2 separate regions of the Mus musculus genome follow, and region 1 is linked to region 2. The links are chromatin contacts, called in public HiChIP or PLAC-seq maps. All regions are on one chromosome and are shown on one strand. Each heading gives the region's core, a stretch centred on a gene start, on an enhancer-like site or on the middle of the called end of the contact. The rest is flanking DNA. Distances are from core to core; before and after follow the strand shown. Region 1 has its middle 48 kb from the start of Gdnf. Region 2 has its middle 24 kb from the start of Gm41262.

What was found. HiChIP or PLAC-seq counts read pairs in DNA pulled down with a chosen protein or histone mark.
Region 1: a CTCF HiChIP or PLAC-seq map of the NIH/3T3 cell line shows a contact between it and region 2, with 5 read pairs. The contact joins two enhancer-like sites. A contact is called at or near these places in 1 of 15 datasets of contacts at CTCF or cohesin (the NIH/3T3 cell line), 1 of 484 Hi-C or Micro-C datasets (the G1E-ER4 cell line), 2 of 115 datasets of contacts at active chromatin or transcription factors (embryonic fibroblasts and embryonic stem cells) and 1 of 9 other capture datasets (embryonic stem cells).

What each region holds. Positions count from the first base shown.
Region 1 is chr15:7,861,113-7,866,906 of GRCm38.p6, forward strand. No RefSeq gene overlaps it. Among named protein-coding and RNA genes, the nearest start is that of Gdnf, 48 kb to the left of the region's middle. Within about 2 kb of position 1,944, at least 42 of the 459 cell types and tissues checked have an H3K27ac peak or open chromatin away from gene starts, as enhancers often do. A contact at or near this core is called in the NIH/3T3 cell line, where this site is marked.
Region 2 is chr15:7,489,380-7,495,040 of GRCm38.p6, forward strand. No RefSeq gene overlaps it. Among named protein-coding and RNA genes, the nearest start is that of Gm41262, 24 kb to the left of the region's middle. Within about 2 kb of position 3,817, at least 25 of the 459 cell types and tissues checked have an H3K27ac peak or open chromatin away from gene starts, as enhancers often do. A contact at or near this core is called in the NIH/3T3 cell line, where this site is marked.

The sequences.
Region 1 (5,794 bases), core at 694-3,193, 370 kb after region 2:
AGGGAGCCACCCAGCCAGTAAAGTTTTGCTAGCGTGAGGACCTCAGTGTGATCTCTAGAAACCATAGGAAAGAAGCTGCTTGTAATGGCAGCACTGGGACATGGAGAATCCCCGAGGCTTGCTGCTCAGACAGCCTAGTCAAGTTCCAGACTAGTAAGAGAACTGCACACAGAGAGAAAAAGTGTGGGCGGGGGGGAAGAGAGGATGGTGCCTGAAGCATGACACCTGAAGTTGTCACTGACCTCCATAAATATGAACATACATATATACATATACATATACATATACATATACACATACACATACACATATACATATACATAAGGACACATACAAACACACATGCACACATAGTCACTCTCTCTCTCTCACACACACACGTACACACACACACATGTGCACATACCCATGCACATGCTCACACACATGTGCACACTCATGAACACTCACACACATGCACATACTCTCACATACTTGTACGCACATGCATGCATGCACACACTAACAAACAAACATGTTCAGACTTGGCTGTAGTCCAGCATGTGTGGACCCTCTGTCCCATCCCAGCATGACAAAAAAGGACACAGTCTTTGTGTCACAATGATGTGATTATATTTAACATTACTAAAGTTTATATACTTAGAAAGTGGTTAAGATGGTAAACTTTATGATGTGTTTTTATCATAACAAAAAAGTGGAACACATACACTTCTAAGAAAACAAAAATGGTTCCCAGTCGCCCTTCTTCAGAGGAGGAAGCTCACTTCTTCAACACCAACAGAAGATAAACCAGGAATAAGACATTGAGAAGAAGTCTAAACCCTTGGTGCTGAAACTCCATGGCACAGTCATGGGAAGCTACATTGAAGGAAAATTGTTTACTCCTCTCTAAGTTTTTGCCGACTGACTCTTCAGGGATAAAGTAACATGGAAAACGTCAGCACAAGATTCCAGAAGACCACCCCACCCCTATCCCCTACACCCAGCCGTCACCACAGCCAAACACCACAAAGTCTTCAATGAGATCATCACACAATAGATTCTCCAATAGCCATTTTCAGATCAGGTCCCCAGGACATTTTTCCAGACCGCAGGATGCTGCTGGCGGTCACTACTGACTCTAGAACACATCTCTGAGCCTCCATTTCGTCATGAATGAAATAATTTGTTGTAACGTTCTTGAGGAGGTGAAGTGGCCATCCAAAGATAAAGTCAAAGCCAATGTCAAGTGGTGTCTTATTTTAAGACAGCACATATTTTACTCAATATTGCCACTACCATACAGCACCCTCAAGAACCCAGAGAAAGAACTACTTCATTCATAAAGCCAAATTCAAGAGGTTGCAATGGGACAAGGTTGAAGCATCACTTGTGCCTCCTCTCGAATGCTCAGCCATATCCCTGCCAGGTTCTTGAAAGGACCTGAATAAATACATCTCATACTTAAGTTCAAAATCAGAAAGAATATGAGTGCTGCACATTGTCTTGATTGTGCTTCTTGAAGAAGTACCTGTGACATCCAGTTCTAGCATCATCCAGGGCTCAGGTTGAAAGTTAATTAGCTGGGGATGGGACCCAGGGTTGGGCATTTCCAATCATTACCCCCAAATGACTAGTGCAGCCAGAAGCTTCAGAACACAGTTCTGCTTGCGTTGGCTCACCTCCCTGTGCTGAGCCACTCCTCTGAGGGACTGACTGAGTGCACAGCTTGTCTCTAAGAGCCTCCCTCCAGGCAACAGTTTTTTTTTTTCCCAGCAGCTTGTAAGATTCCCACAAGCCATGAGAATGGGCTGTATAAAGAAGAATATCACTGATGGAATTTTGGGTTTCAAAAGAGGGAATGACCCAACTCCTATTTCTTGAAGAATGCCTGCTACGACAAATGGCTGACTGTGAGGTTAGCAATGCAGCCATGACCACAGCTATGTGCCACCCAGACAGTGTCCATGAGGATGACTTACACCCCAGTCACGACTTTGACTTTTGCGGGGTCTCTGGTCTGCATTCTTCTGAGACCAGATGGCATTCCCCATGTTTGAGATATTTATGAACAATGCCCACAAAATGCCACCTCGGGGCATAGAAGCTCTTGATCACAGAGTCAGCTTATCCACACCTGCTCACTTAAGTCTCCTGGTAAGTCCCGGTGCCTTGGTTTCTTTAGAAGCAAAACAGAAACTGTGCTGCCTTGCCTCTGAGGAGAGTGGCCGGGATCAAGAGACAGGATTTGCAAAAGGCTGGGTGGCACAGTGGAGAAACCTCAGCCTACATTCAGATGCCCTTGTGTGAATTACACTCTCCGGGATTTGGGTGAAATTCAAAGTGGGCATGTTATGCCACCTGCTGTGCCTCAGAGGCTGGGTCTTGCCAACACACTCAGGGAAGAGAACTGAAGAGGATCCAGCTGCTGCTTCTCATCCTACACAAGCATTTCCGAACTTGGCCTTGGGCTGTTTGGATCCTTCCATACACTAATTCAAGAGCCCACGTGCCCACCCATCTGGAGCCATCAGCCTAGGATAATGGCTGCTGTCTCCAACAGTGAACAATCCTGGAGGAAGGGCAAGGGTCACTTCAGGGGACAGTACCGGGAGGTGACGGCTTCATAATCACCACTGAGACATTCTGGATTTTCTTCTCTGCTGCTTCTGGGCAGTGCCTCCTTCCTCATTTCTAGACTTCCCTCTTGGGGTGCAGTGTTTATTTCACCCCAGAGGGTGGGGAAGGGGATGGCTTAAAAAGCCAGCAAAGGCAATCGCTTGGGAGAGTGACCTTTGCTCAGAATCCTGCAGAGTCTGAAGTCTTCAAAGAGGTCTCAGAATAATTTGCATTCACCAATGTCTATTTTTAAAAGAACAATCTGAATGTTAAGTAGACTTCTGAGCCACGTGAAAAGACTCCGATATGACTAATTACGGCTGAAAAAGTTATCAGGATAAAATGAGGAGTTGGATTTCAGTTTCTCTGGTCTGCGTTTAAAAGACAAAGGACTGACTCTACAATTCTTTCAAGGACCAATAGAAGGCAAACGAAAACCACGAGAAGATGGAGAGTTCAGTCCACAATTACAGGCAGGGTCATTTTAGTTAGGCCAAGTTGATATTACAGTGGAGAGATTTAGGTCTATTTTCCTGACCCTTTACATAACCAAATCACTGCTACTTGCTGTCCTGGCCTACGGTTAAGTCTTTTTCTTAGGTTGAATATCTCATTTGATTTTGACAGCAACCTCCGTGAGCTCAGCGTTCACATCTCCAGTTTTATGGGAAGGGGGTTACATTCACCTTTTAAGGCTACTGTAGGAAACTGCCACAGATGGGGTGGCTTTACCCCCCAGAAATGAATATTTTTGTCTCATGGTTACAGAGGTGTGCTAGAAGTCAAAAATTAAGCTGGTGGCAGGTCTGGTGTCTTCTGAGGTATCCTTCTCCCTCAGGGTGTCCTCACGTGACCTCTCCAGGCATGTGCGAATGTCCATCTCTGCTGTCCTTTCTTGTGTCCAAATTTAATTTTTTGTAGGGGAAGGCAGTAATTCTGAGGATTGACTTCAGGGCTTTAATCATACCACCCAAGTGCCCTACCCCTCAGCTCTGTGTTCATGTATGAAGAAGAAAAATGTTTATATTGGCTCACAGTGCTAGAGGTGACATTGACTGGTCTCATTACTTGGGAGACCATAGTAAGACAGAACATTGTGGCAAGGATGCTATGGTAGAACAAACTGCTTATCTCATAGATGCCAAAAAGACTGAAGAGCGAGCTGGGGTCTTACCCATAGCTTCTTTCAAGGGCATCCTCCCAATTACCTGGAGAGCTTCCTTAGCAAGACTTTCCTAATGATGTCACCCTGGGAACCAAACTTTCAACATGTAGGACTTTGAAGGAATCTCAAGATCAAAACCCTAGCAAGGCAACATTTGTAAATAGTTACAGTCTTAGGTACTGGGGTGAGAGATTCCTATAAATGTATAGATGGCACAATTCAGTCCATGATAGGGGCACCGAGGCTCACAGACAGACAGAGATAACTCAATTCAGCTCACACAGTACATGACAGAGCTGGGATTCCAGCATAGGCTGATAGCATTCCAATGTATGATTAGAGAACACGGACCCAAGGATGGAAAAGCTAACAGAACTCTGCATAGCTACTACAGTATATCCTAGTACCAGTGGCTGAGTGCCCCTACCCACTCAGGGACTCCTGTTTCTGGTCTTTAGAACACAAGGGCTTTGAGAGTAGGTTTCTAATGCTTCCTCTAAGGCTACTCATCTTTCTGACATGGATTTGCTTAGACACAGCATTTTGGAGACCTTTTTCTGCCTTTGCTGGGTTTCATGAGACATGAAGATCCTAACTATGACTTGCGCAATGCCCAGTCCTTGATTGCCTAAGCTCCCCAGTTATAACATTGTTCTTATAGGTAAATACAACCTGCTTGACAAGTGTCTGTCTGCTTTGCCACAGCACATGTTATGATGCAATGCTCGGGTGCACTGAGGCGAAGATGCCTGCCAAATATCTCAGTGATAAAAGATCATCTGTTGTTTTTGTGTGTGTGTGTGTGTGTGTGTGTGTGTGTGTGTGTGTTCTGCTGTTTTGTTTATACTTCTATAGCACTCTATAAAGGAGAAAATTGAAAGATGACTTCACATAAATTAAAATAATAATGCTTACTGTTGAGTTTAGAATGACCCAAATCTTGGAAGACCCAAATTCCAGTCATAGTAAGGTTAGGATTTCACATCTGGCCTTGAAGTAGATGCTTTAGGCTTCACTGTCAGGCAAAGGAGAGTTAACTCTCTTAGTTGACAGCCAGTCTGAGATCTGAGTAGAGAAAAGAACAGAAGAGAGAAAGGCTCAGGGGATGGCCCAGAGGCTAGCCTCTACTTCCTCAGAGGCTCCTTGGCTCTGAGAAGGCCCTGATCAGGAAGAGGCTAAATTCCAAAAGGACTACACACTTCTGAAGTGAACAGGGAGGTCTATAACATGTCTTTGTTGTGTTTTCTTATTTCAGATCACACACATATTTATATTTAATTAAAAAAATACTGAATTAGAATCTCAGAGGGAAAAAGCCTATGTATTCTTCCTGCTGGGGTCTCTCTTCAGAGAGACATAGAATTAGATCATTTGTCACCGAGGAGCCATAGAGATTATATAACTCACCCAACCTGGGAGTTGAACCTGGGTGCCCTACCTCCAAAGCTTTTCTCTATACTTTGAACCTCAGAATGATAAGGACCTCCCCCCGCGCGCACATATACACACACACTGAAGGAAAGCCAGATTTCCTATTTTCCAAGCAAAATCAGGGGAAGAAACAAGTCTCTGTACTTCAGAGGCAAGATTGCTGCTGGCCATTTGTCATGGTTAACTTGCTGTTTTTCAAAAACAAGAGGCAGTAGAGTCAAAGGGACCAAAGAGCTCCCCATGAGAAGAGCACAATACTTGTTCAAATGGGGAACAAAACAAGGGCAAAAAGAGAGAGGCAATATCAAAATAGCCTATGAGAAATGCAGAAGACAACTTTCCCATTATGCTAAATTTGGAAAGGTTTCAGATGTTGTCACAGCCGGCATCGTGAGGTCCCTGGTGTTGAACATGGCCAACAGTGGGGCTGATAGGCACTGCTAAGTCAAGGTCCCAACTGGCTCCCGGAGAAGCTGGATCAACCAGACCAGAACCTACTCAAGACAATCTTAGCTAAGTCCTGGATAATTTTCACTGAATGATAACCTCTCAAACATACGGAATCCCAAGTTCCCTGGTAACAGAGCATCCTCTTGGCTA
Region 2 (5,661 bases), core at 2,567-5,066:
GAGTTTATATATGAGATTACTGAGTCTCTCAAAGAGCTCCTTTTTTTCTCATGTCTGGCTGCTCTGAATTCCCCTGTTCTGTAAGCAGTGCACTCTAGGCTCCCCTCAGAGCTTTTGCTACCCTATAAGGGACAGAACAAAACTTGCTCTCGGACCAGTAAGGAAGGGAGCTCACCCGCACTGTTTCCTTCTTCTAAATGTCAGTTCAGCATCTGCATCTCTAGGGCTCAGATTCCTTGTATTTTTATTTTGTCTACAGTTTGTGCTCCGTCTGATATGAGCTTTCTTATTCATAGAGCGAGCGAGGCTAGTCCAAACAGTCGGGTGTTTGCATTTGGGCTGGAATGGAAGAGATGTGAAGTAACTGTCTAGTCTTAAACCACTGTTACCCGGGAGATGACAAGTGCTCAGGCACACACAGGCAGCAGGCTGCTAGCCATGCCTACTCACTCACTGATCCTGATCTTACGGGTCATGGCCACATCGTTTGCATCTTACAACAATCCTCAAGCTTTGTGTTGTTTTGCTGAGGCTTGTGCGCATCTTGTTCTAGATGGCATACATGAAGGGCTTGCTTGAAGACCGACGACAAGAAACTGGAATAACTCAGCCTTTTTCTGACATCAAAGGGCAATACGGATCCGATCAATGAGACTGGAGCATCTCCAGGATGTCAGCAGGCTGGAGCTGAAGCTTCTCCAGATGGAATCAAATCCAAGGAGTTGGCATTGGGAAGACACCTTCAGCCTAAGTCTCTTCCTGTAATGGAATTCTTCCACCTATATGATAAAACACTGGATTTCGTCGTAACACGTATAAGTGATAAAACACTTGTAAAATCTGGATATCGTTTCATGGTAGTCATGAAATGTCACAAGGATATTTAGTGGACCCAGCTCCTGAGTGCTTCACCTCAAAAGATTTCTAAGTAAATCATCACTATGCCAGCTGATCCTGATAACAAACGTCTGAGGCCCCAGCAGTCTCACTTTATGGAAGGTACGCTTCCTGGGCTCCAACCAAAGTGGCTTATTCATTGTTACTGGGCCATGCTTGTGACTTCAGGGAACATTGTGAACAAAGCCCAGAAGAGATGTGAAGACATGCTGTAGACTAGACTATCAGTAAAGCAGTTTATCTGAGGGACACGAGAGAGTCCATTTCTCCAGGCAAATGATGGGTGAGCTTCTATCATCTGTACATGTGCTTTGCCTCTAAGAAGCTCCTTAGATCTAGTAAGGTGTGTGTTCTCCTCCAGTTTTATTGCCCATGAACCTTAACTTAAAGCCCACGTGAAGACTATTTCTTGATGAGTGGGGGATATGGCCGGGTGGTAGAGCACTAGCTAAGCATGTCTAAGACCCTGAGTTTGAACCCCAGGACCAGGAAAAAAATATTTTTAAAATTAAGTAAGTAATAAATATTTAGTCTGGGCCCACACAACTTTTTCTGGTTTGCATTCTTTAGTTCCATCTTCCATATTTTTCTTCCTTCCATTCTTCCATCATTCTAACTTTCCATATTTGTTTGATCTTCCAACTTATTTCCAGATCTTCTACATCCCTGTCAACAAAACAAACTAGTCTTTTAGTCACAAATGGCATAGAGAACGCAAAGTTCGAGACGGTGCTCTAGGATCAAACACAACGTGTGATTGCAGTGACATTTAGAACCCTCTGGTGGGAGTCGGAATAAGACCCTTCAAGGTCTATATTCTAATTTCTAGACCCCAGGAATATATTATCTAATACTTCAAGAAGAAAATTACAAAAGTGTTTAAGTTAAAGGCCTAGAGATAGAGACACCACCTGGGATTGCTTATGAGATTGGAGCTCTATCTGGGAGCTCTATCTGTTAGGTGATCCCAATATAACCACAAGGGTCATGCCCGGGCAGAGCTCCAAAGACTTGGACTTGACTGGGGTGCCGAGGGAATGAAGAATGCCATATGGGCAGAAAACAGGGACAGGTGGTCTGGATTCTCTGCTGGAGACACCACAACACTCCAGAAGCTCAACATGCGTATTATATAGAGTCAAAAAGAGAGGCGGGCTTGTTGCAACAGCTGAACAGCAAGGCAGGATTACTACACGCCGATCAATACGAAGGTGGGATTATGATATGTGGCTGAACAAGCAGGCAGGTATACCTCATCTCAGTAAAAGCAGTCTCTTGGGGAATAGTCTTCCGGCAGTACATATTATGGAGAGAAGCTGAGGGGGACATTTCTGGACACACTATCAATATCCACACATAGACCAAAGGAAGGCTTGGCTGTTTCCCTTTTAGCCTCTTTTTCATTCAAAGATGTTCACTCTCTGTCCATCCATCCATCTATTCATCTATCTGTTTGTCCGTGTATCCTACCTATTTGAACTTTAATTTAACACTTTAACTTAAACACTTTCTTGTTGATACAGCCAAGGTCTGAGGCTCTGGGGTCCTTGATGTGGCCATGTCTACAGCTCACATTCACTCAAGACTTTATCCACTCATGACTTCTCCCACTCCCAAACACAAGTGAGAATTTCTTTTTTTAAGTGTGGAAGACAGAGACAAGAGGTAGTGTCAGAATGATGTCATGTGGCAACAATTTGGCTGACCACTCCTGGTTTGAAATATTGAATTGGGATAAAGAGATCAGAAATGTAAGCAAATTCTAAGAATTGAGAAGGGAGGGAAGCAGATTCTATATTAGAATCTCTAGAAGAAACACAGCTTGCCTTTGTCCCATCTCAGACTTCTGACCTGTAGGGCTGAAGGCTGATGAGTTTGTTTGGTTTAAAGCCGTAGAATTTATGGGAATTTGTTGTGCCACCTGGAGGTTACATTTCTTTCTAATTATACTTACCTAATTGTCCCAAGCAATTTGGTTGAAAGGGATGATTCACAAGGCAATAAAACACCACTTAGTTTTTTGGTATTTTTTTAGTCCTTATATAAGTCTCTATATAAAATCCCTATGAAGGTACACAGCTAACACTGGATATTATCAACAATAAAGTATTTAAGTTAAAGCCTTCATGTCTTCAAACAGATTGGTAGAATACGTGGACAAACAGATGGGTGGATTGAAGGATGGGGGAACAGATGGATAGTGAACAAACTGAATTTCATCTTTGCTTTAAAGGAATGTAGTAAAACAAATTCACAAGGTTAGTAATGCTTTAATGAGCATTGTTTGAAAGAGAGGCTCTAAATACAGTGACAAATAGAGAGCTTAGGTCCTGTTCATTCTTTCATTTAGCTATGAACTGATGATCCCCTCAGCCGTAATCACAAAGGTCTAGCTATGTGGCTTCAAGGGACCATGAGGAACAGTAAGATCAAATCAGGTCAAAAGAACTGCTCAATATATTTTTAACTTGGAATGGTGTATGAGGGTAGAGCTACATAGTGTATTTTAATCTTAATGTCTTTGACCTGTACTTTAGGATGGCATTCCTCTCAATATGATTTCTGTATAAACCATTCAGTTGCTGTTAATTCAGGAGAACTGAGATTCACTTTCTCCTCAAAAAGTCAAAAATCATGAAATATAAACTCATCCTATGGTTTAAGCAGAGTTAATTCACTAGACCATGTGACAATGATTGAGTTTTATATTCCTAAGGGGTTAGAGGGTATATAGGAGGCACATAGTCAGCTGATCAGTTTCAGACAAATCTTCAGATTTGGTCCATATGTCACAGTAGTTCACTCCCTCTTCCCAGAAATGCTCTTGGTATTCATTTGGAACACTATAAAACAGTTGAGCTTTGGAAAGTCTGCATATCGTTAGTCAGCAGATGCATGGTACAGTAATCATCACATGAGCACAGCCTATCACAGACCAGCACTCCTGGAAAAGCCACGCCGAAGGAGCAAGCCCCACTGATGGGCTGCATCCTCAGATAGCCCCCTGGCCAACAGCTAGTTTGTTTTAAAAATCTGGGTTCCACCAACTGGCATTCATTGGTCAGGAGCAATTTCTCCCAATGCTGCTCCCATGACGCAAACAGACAGACACTACTTTTGTTCCATTTTACCCCCACGCCCTGAAAAGTCACAAATGCCTTCTTGATGGGCTGGCTCCTGGCACTGCGCAGCCCCCACGGCTGACTTCCTTTCTGGCCAGCTGCCTCTGGTAAACATCGCCGGGATGAGCAAGAGGGTGTGTGGGTACAGAGTACTGATATAGGGCTATGATTATGATCGTGCTTTTGCTCACCACTGTCTCAAATTGCATATTGTATTGGGGACACTGATTATTTTCTATTTGGGGAATTGCTTATCTGGCCTTAGCAACCTCAGGACCTCTACTATTCTATCCTGGAAACTAGAGAGGAAAAAAGTGTGTATTGGAGCCTTCTATGACTGGAAAATAGAGATTGGATTCTGGCCCAGCTATATCCTCACCTTTTCTCTCCTGCCTTTCCTTTATAGACTTCAGCTCAAATGGGAAGATAGATGTACTGTCTTATGCTAGGTAGGAGACAGTTTTCCTAAATACGAATTAAAAAATTAAGACTTATTGCATAAGGAAGAGGGGGTAAATGGATGATGGGTAGAGAAAAAGAATGACAAGGGCGAGTGAGACACAGGGACTGTTTCCCAATGGCTCCTTAAGTCTGATCCTGTGGAACTCTGAGTTCTACCTATGAGTCACTGAAGAAGTGGATCTGAACTTTCACTTTTCCCCTCTAGGGAGACATAGACTCTTACGCACACCTGATCTTCAGGCTTCCAGGCAAAAAGACTCTCCATGATGAACCCTGCACCAAAGTCACAGAAAAGCGAGGAATTGGCACACCAATGTGGTCACCTCAGCACAGTGAATGCTGTTCCTGGGCAGAGAGGTTGTCCCTTCACCCAAAGAGTGCTGCTCTGCAGCAGTTAGTGCTTGTCTCCGGAACCTTTCAGAGTATGGGTCTTTGCGCATCACACAGAGACACCATTGAATCAATCCATGCATGGGCCAAATTGTACTGTGGACTTGAGATCTGATCATCAGACCACTAAGATTGCTAGCACCTGATTTTCTTCCTTTCTCTGTATCTCTTGGACATTAAAGTCAGAATCCCACTTTTAAAAATCCTCACCTAGCCTTTAAGTATTCCAGTATTCACTGTGATACAGACGTCCTTCGTGCCTTGTGGTGGCTGCACCACTGCTTGAATTCTTACCAATTAACAGGGACTCAGCTCTGCCCCATACTATCCATTTTTAGTTCAAGTTCAAAATCCTGAAGGTAGAGATTCAGCTGATATGCTGAAAGCCCTCCTACTCTGGCATTCAGTAAACTACTTTATAATCCACTGTAGAGCATTCATAAACACTTCCTGAATGGTATACAGTCAAACTGAATGTCTACCTACCACTTCATAATACTCGTAATTATTTTTCTTAGGCTATCTGTGATAGGTGTTGATCGGCTCTAACCAGAAACTTATTTCATGGATCAAAGACAATTTGAAAATGGTGTTACCCCTTCTTTTTGAGTTTCAGGTGACCTTGATGTTACTAAAGTTTCACAAGAGTGACAAGTCCATTTGAGCAGAGGTTTGGATGTGGCCTTAGACTTGGATATTGCTCCATATATAGACATACATGCACATATACAGTGCATTTATACATACATATACACTGGGCATGCAAGAGATGGGGAGAACACTGGAGGAA